Linked DNA regions of Mus musculus: region 1 is linked to region 2. The links are chromatin contacts, called in public Hi-C maps. All regions are on one chromosome and are shown on one strand. The core of a region is the stretch at or near the end of the contact, and the rest is flanking DNA. Distances in the headings are between cores, read along the strand shown. Region 1 overlaps Uqcc1 (ubiquinol-cytochrome c reductase complex assembly factor 1). Region 2 overlaps Trpc4ap (transient receptor potential cation channel, subfamily C, member 4 associated protein).

The links. A called contact is a pair of places that touch in the nucleus more often than the background predicts.
Region 1: a Hi-C map of liver shows a contact between it and region 2, with 2.2 times the contacts expected there. The contact joins two enhancer-like sites. A contact is called at or near these places in 3 of 39 promoter capture datasets (cranial neural crest, liver and pre-B cells) and 3 of 484 Hi-C or Micro-C datasets (LSK cells, embryonic retina and liver).

What each region holds. Positions count from the first base shown.
Region 1 is chr2:155,893,787-155,896,486 of GRCm38.p6, reverse strand. All of the region lies in intron 6 of Uqcc1 (ubiquinol-cytochrome c reductase complex assembly factor 1), which reads left to right. Among named protein-coding and RNA genes, the nearest start is that of Uqcc1, 35 kb to the left of the region's middle. Within about 2 kb of position 1,291, at least 39 of the 459 cell types and tissues checked have an H3K27ac peak or open chromatin away from gene starts, as enhancers often do. A contact at or near this core is called in liver, where this site is marked.
Region 2 is chr2:155,639,684-155,642,383 of GRCm38.p6, reverse strand. It overlaps Trpc4ap (transient receptor potential cation channel, subfamily C, member 4 associated protein), which reads left to right. Exons shown (of 19, transcript NM_001163452.1): 12 at 694-795; 13 at 1,827-1,910. Among named protein-coding and RNA genes, the nearest start is that of Gm22334, 12 kb to the left of the region's middle. Within about 2 kb of position 1,438, at least 54 of the 459 cell types and tissues checked have an H3K27ac peak or open chromatin away from gene starts, as enhancers often do. A contact at or near this core is called in liver, where this site is marked.

The sequences.
Region 1 (2,700 bases), core at 42-2,541, 250 kb before region 2:
ACTGCAATCCTTGATTTCAGGGGCCCAGAGCCAGAGGATGGGCCTGAACTGTTAGGAGAGTCAGAAGTAACTTGTAAAGATGTTTTAAGTGCCAAAGCAAGATGGAGAGTGAACATTAGGGGAGCCAGGTAAGACTCTTATAAAGAAGAAAAGGAAGTAAGGTATGGACTAGAAAGGGTTTGGAAAACATACCATCCACATCCCAGTCCAGCTAGGGAACTGGCCTGGCAAGCGTTGGCAGCATCTGCCAGGGCCGCTTTAAAAGCGCCCTTGCAGTTTTGATGTAGCTGTGGGCATCTGGGCTCCTGCTGACTCCAGCAGCTTCAGACCTGCTATATATGGTGTGCCCTGGAGCTGTGTACAGCTCCTTTCTCCTTCCCCCAGCCAGAGGCTGCGCTCACACATCTACACACATAGGTTGTTGAGTTCCTTTTTGTTTAAACCAAAGACCCACGCACAAGCGTTTCATCAGCACACTTGACCTTCAGTGCCCTGGTACTTGCCAGCCAAGACCTTGATCTTAAGGATCTGGTTTCGAGCCATATGTAGCTTATGGTAGTTCACGTCAGGTGAGGTGCTTTCAGGAAGCATTTTGATTTGCTTTCTTTTGCCACAGATGAATCTGGTGGCTACCGTGCTCCCCCTAGAAAGCTTAGAGACGAAGTTTAGGAGACTAGATATAGATAACCATGCACATAGCCCCAGGAAAGGGTCAGTGTGCCAGCTCACCAATATATAAACCACTCCTTAGCAAACAAAGGGGCTGAGTGGCCACGTTGGCATCTCTCTCGTGGCCTCAGTGGATGGCATAGTAAGGCAAACAAGCTCTAAAAAAATCCCACTTGAGATTCGTTTATAGCTGTCAGTGTGGCAGACCTGTGCGCATGCCCACTGGTTATGGAGTTCAGAATCACATCCTCTCAACAGTAGACTTGGTCGAACCAGGCCAAATTCCAAACATGGTTGTGTGAGACAGGATGTTCAGAGCTGCCAAGATGTGGCAGGAGATCAGCCTTAAGTCACAGGATTCTACCCTCTCGGCTGATGCTGGGAAGAGCCATGGCCGCTCTTCTTGGCTCGAAGAGAGAGGAGGCTCTTGCTCTTTTGACTGCAGACAGGGACGCTCTCTCGCAGGAAGAGGCTGCTGAGCTGGGCCTCACTGAATTGAAGGAATAGTGTGAGATGTGAGAGACACTGGCCTGGGGAAAGCTCAGCTGGTGTCAGCTCCTCTCTTCTCCGCTGTGTGACCTTAAGTTACGTAAGCACATGAAAGGCAGAGAGCTGGACTGGATAAACAGTTGTGTAAATAGAGGCAGGTGACGGGTACCGATGCATCGGGTCTTCTACTGTAGAGCCTGTCTCTGGGCTGGCCTTCTACAGAGACTGGGGAGCCGTCAGAGGAAGGCTTGAACTCTCCTGTTTTTCTTTACTTTGCTAGTTGGGTTCTTCGCCTTCCTTATATGTAAAAGAGATCAGGATTATTTATGAGGCCCTGGAATCACTGAGAGACAGGGATAGTGCTGAGGCTTATAACCTCAATAATAAATTGCAGGTTTAAGAGCATCAGCAACTGTGGGAGGAGCGTGTCGGCTTGCTGTAGAGCAGCGCAGCTCGCAGCCCAGCTCACAGCCTAGCTCCCAGATCAGCCTAGCTCCCAGATCAGCCTGCATTTGGAGTAGGTGCTCACGAAGACTTGCTAAACATGTGATTAATTAATACATGAATTTTATTGTTACTTTCTTTTTAATGTTTATTTTTGCATTCGTAAGGGTCATTTTTGTTTGAGTCTGTAAGCCTTCCCTCCCCCAAAGAGCCCTTTTCAACATTTAACCTAGGACCAGGGTGTGGTGGTACAGGGCTGTAATCCCAGCTCTTTGGAAGCAGAAGCAGCAGGATCAAGGCGTTCAAGACGGGCCTGAGCCGCACAACCCCCTCTAAAAGAAAGAATAAGGAAAAACAAACAAAATACCAGTTAACATGAGTGCTTAGTCTAAGGATTAATTATTAATCCAATTACGTATTGTATTGAGCTGTTTGGTTTTGTGTAAACGTAATTTTCAGTATTCTCCAAATTGGCTCGCACTGACTCTTCTCATACAGTGAGGGTGTGGCCTGTGTTAGCTTTGTCTTAGACCCTAGGTCATCTAGTCATTAGATGAGACATTTTGAATTTGTTTCATTAATTTTACTTTCTCTTTGGGCCTCACTTGGTTGCTTTAATCTGTTCTGTCAATCTTCTGGTGGCGAGGGGCGATTCATCTACGTTTGTGCTTTCTGAGGCAGGGTCTCCCCTGTGTATCCTGGGCTGCCCTCAAATTCATGGTGTCCTCGCCTCAGCCAGTGCTGGAGTCACAGGCTTGCAACATTATGCCAGGCTATATCTTTATCTTTAGTAAAATTTGGTTTCTTCCTTTCTAGGAGTGGCTTTTGTTTTACAGGTAAGCCCGTGTCAGCGTAAGCATCAATCCCTTCCAGTGTGCTGTTTTCATTTAGATTTTAGATTTTTTTTTAAAATTAGGTATAGGGTAGGGAGGAGCTGTGCACATCTGTATATATCATCACCTGTGTACCTGGTGCCCTCAGAGGTCAGAGGACATTGGATCCCTGGAACAGGAGTTACAGGTGATTGTGAGCCCCTGAGTGAGCTCTGAGAGTCTCTGAGAGTCGAAGCCCGGTCCTCTGCAAGAGCAGCTGTGTTAC
Region 2 (2,700 bases), core at 189-2,688:
GAGGCAGCGTGAGAGAGTTGAGCCAGAAGGCTCCCACATAGAGAAGCCCTGTAGGAGGATATGGCGTGGTCATGAAAACCAGAGTGGCCAGATGGTGTGGCAGGTGTGAGCTGCTCAGTTTGTTGTAGCCACAGAGGTGGCCTGGCTGCACAGGGCCTCAAAGACATGATCACTCCCTAGGGGTTCACACAACAGGGTGTGAGAATTGGGTAAGCATTTTCAATAATGACATGGTCCCAGTCCTGTTTTAGAAATCACTCAAGGAGCTGAGGGAGGGTTCCCTTCCTGTGAGAAGCAGCTGAGCAAGTGCTTCTGTGCTGCACAGACCGTAATGACAAGCCTGGACGGAAGGAAGAGGAGCGATTGTGTCACAGTTGGTCAGGCCTCTGCGTTGTGACTCTGGCCACTGAGAATGCTGCAGCAGGGCTAGGCTCAGGACTAAGATGGCAGACAGGATCAGATGTGCTGAAGTGCAGGTGACTCTGAGAAGTCATAGAGAAGTGTTCAGTGTGCAACATGGAGACCTGGAGGTGCCGAGGACGGGCTTGTTAGGAATGACAAGCACGTGTAGAAGTGCTGGGGGACTCTCAGTGCTCCTCCCGACAGGAGTGGGCAGAGCAGACTTTGTGCCCGCTGCAGAGCTGCTCAGCAGCTCCAGCCCCGCCCTTTACCCTTTGCACCCGTCTGTTTCAGGAACAAGTACTTGCTGCTCAACAACCAGGAGCTAAATGAGCTCAGTGCCATCTCGCTGAAAGCCAACATCCCTGAGGTGGAGGCTGTCCTCAACACTGACAGGTGATCTTTGTGGGGACCGCTGTGGATACAGGGCTCCCAGCAGGGCACACGCGGGGCTGCGTACTTGTGCTTCCTCACACGTAGCTACCACCCCACTGGCTTTGTGAGCTAGATCCTCACATCTCCTGCATTTCCTAACTGAGGATCACAGCAGCCTCAGAAGGAAGTGCCATCGTCATCTTCCTCTTTACATGTATATGACAGCAAAGGTCAGCTATACTCTGTCCTTCCACCTTATCCCATGCAAATCATGGCCCCTTTACTGGTATCCTCATTTCTTGCCCAGTGGCAGCTGTGCCAAGCAGGACAAGAAGAAGCTAACCCTTCACCCTCTGCCCTATGTCTACCTCCTCTTTGGGATCAACACAGTGCCATGTCTGGCTCATGGGGGCTTGTGAAGTGTGGCCCTAATCTAGCAGCTACAGTCAGAAATCCCCAACTTCTTCCTGAGAAGATGGATCCATCGGTGCCCCGGCGTCTGCAGGGGCTGGAAATGGAGCTGCCGTGTGAAGAGAGAGTTTAAGGGCCCAGACACCTGCCACTGTGACAGGCCTAATCATTTTCTTACCTACTGCTGCCTTTGCCTCATAGACGGGAAGCTGAGGCCTGGAAGCCCACAGCTGAGCTGGAACTGACCCTGGGCAGGATAAAGAACTCTGGGCACTGCCCAATTGGCACAGACTTTTTATTCCATCTGGCATACTCTGCTGTGGCCTGAATTAAACCCATTTGTGATGTAAATGGCCGCCTTCTGGCAGTTTGGAGCCCCATCTGGCCATGGGTGTGCCTCTGCCTCTGGCCAGTGGGTCTGAGGAGGGAAAAGCGGCCTAAGGCGCAGGAGAAATGCACCTGGCCATTGAGCTGACGGCTGCAGTCTCTGAGGTCCTGGCACACGGTGGAGCAAGAAAGCATCCTTGCAGACTCAGACATTGCCTGTTCTTTCCTCCATCCACAGCGACACAGGACGAGCTCAGTGGCCCCTCTTAGCCATTCAGTTCTGTCACCAGTGCTGTCTGTCCCTTTGATTTCAGGAGTCTGGTGTGTGACGGCAAGAGGGGCCTACTAACTCGGCTGCTGCAGGTCATGAAGAAGGAGCCAGCGGAGTCTTCATTCAGGTGAGTAAGGAGAGCTGTGCTTGGGAGGGGTCTAGGAGCCAGGGGGTTCCCAATGGGTTAGTCTCCAGTACCTACTCCTTAAGGTTGGGGAGGCGGCCTCACCAGCCGCTGGCACTATGGGATTCAGCTGGTAAGTGCGTGTGTCCTTGTCACATGCCAGCAGGGTATTTTAGGAGGTAGGTGATCATCAGGCTGTCACTAGAGAGGTAGAGCACAAATGGATCCAGGCTATGCCTGTGTGACTTCCAGGGATCATGGGAAGGAAGCATGAAAGGAAAGAAACCTGCTTCAGTGCAGTATGGGAGAAAATAGAGCCAGGGACCGCCCGGGGGGGGGGGGGGGGCTTGGAAAGGTTGTAGACAAGAGGATTCCACCAGGCCTGGGTACAGGGCTCTGTCCCTACAGGGTTCACCTATTCAGACCCTCCCTCAGGTATCCCAGCTGAGTCTTTGGGCCACTCAGTATCTGTTGGCTCCTATCTAGACCAGCTCAATGCATATGAAGTCAGTGATGTCGCCACACAAACCCTTCTGCTGGCCACACATCCCTGGTCTATGTCTTTCCAGTATTCTGAGAGTGGAAAGCCTAGAGTGGTTTTACATGGAACTTACTAGAGGCCACTCTTTGAGCCCAGATGCCACTGTGTATGCCCATATACCATAGAAACACGTTTTGGTCCAGCCCACAATGAAAGACTGGCCCCTGCCGAGCTGTGAGCACCATACATGAGAATGGCGATCCTCTTGCTTATTGATCTGTCCTCAAGACCTAGGACTGGGGCACAGACTGG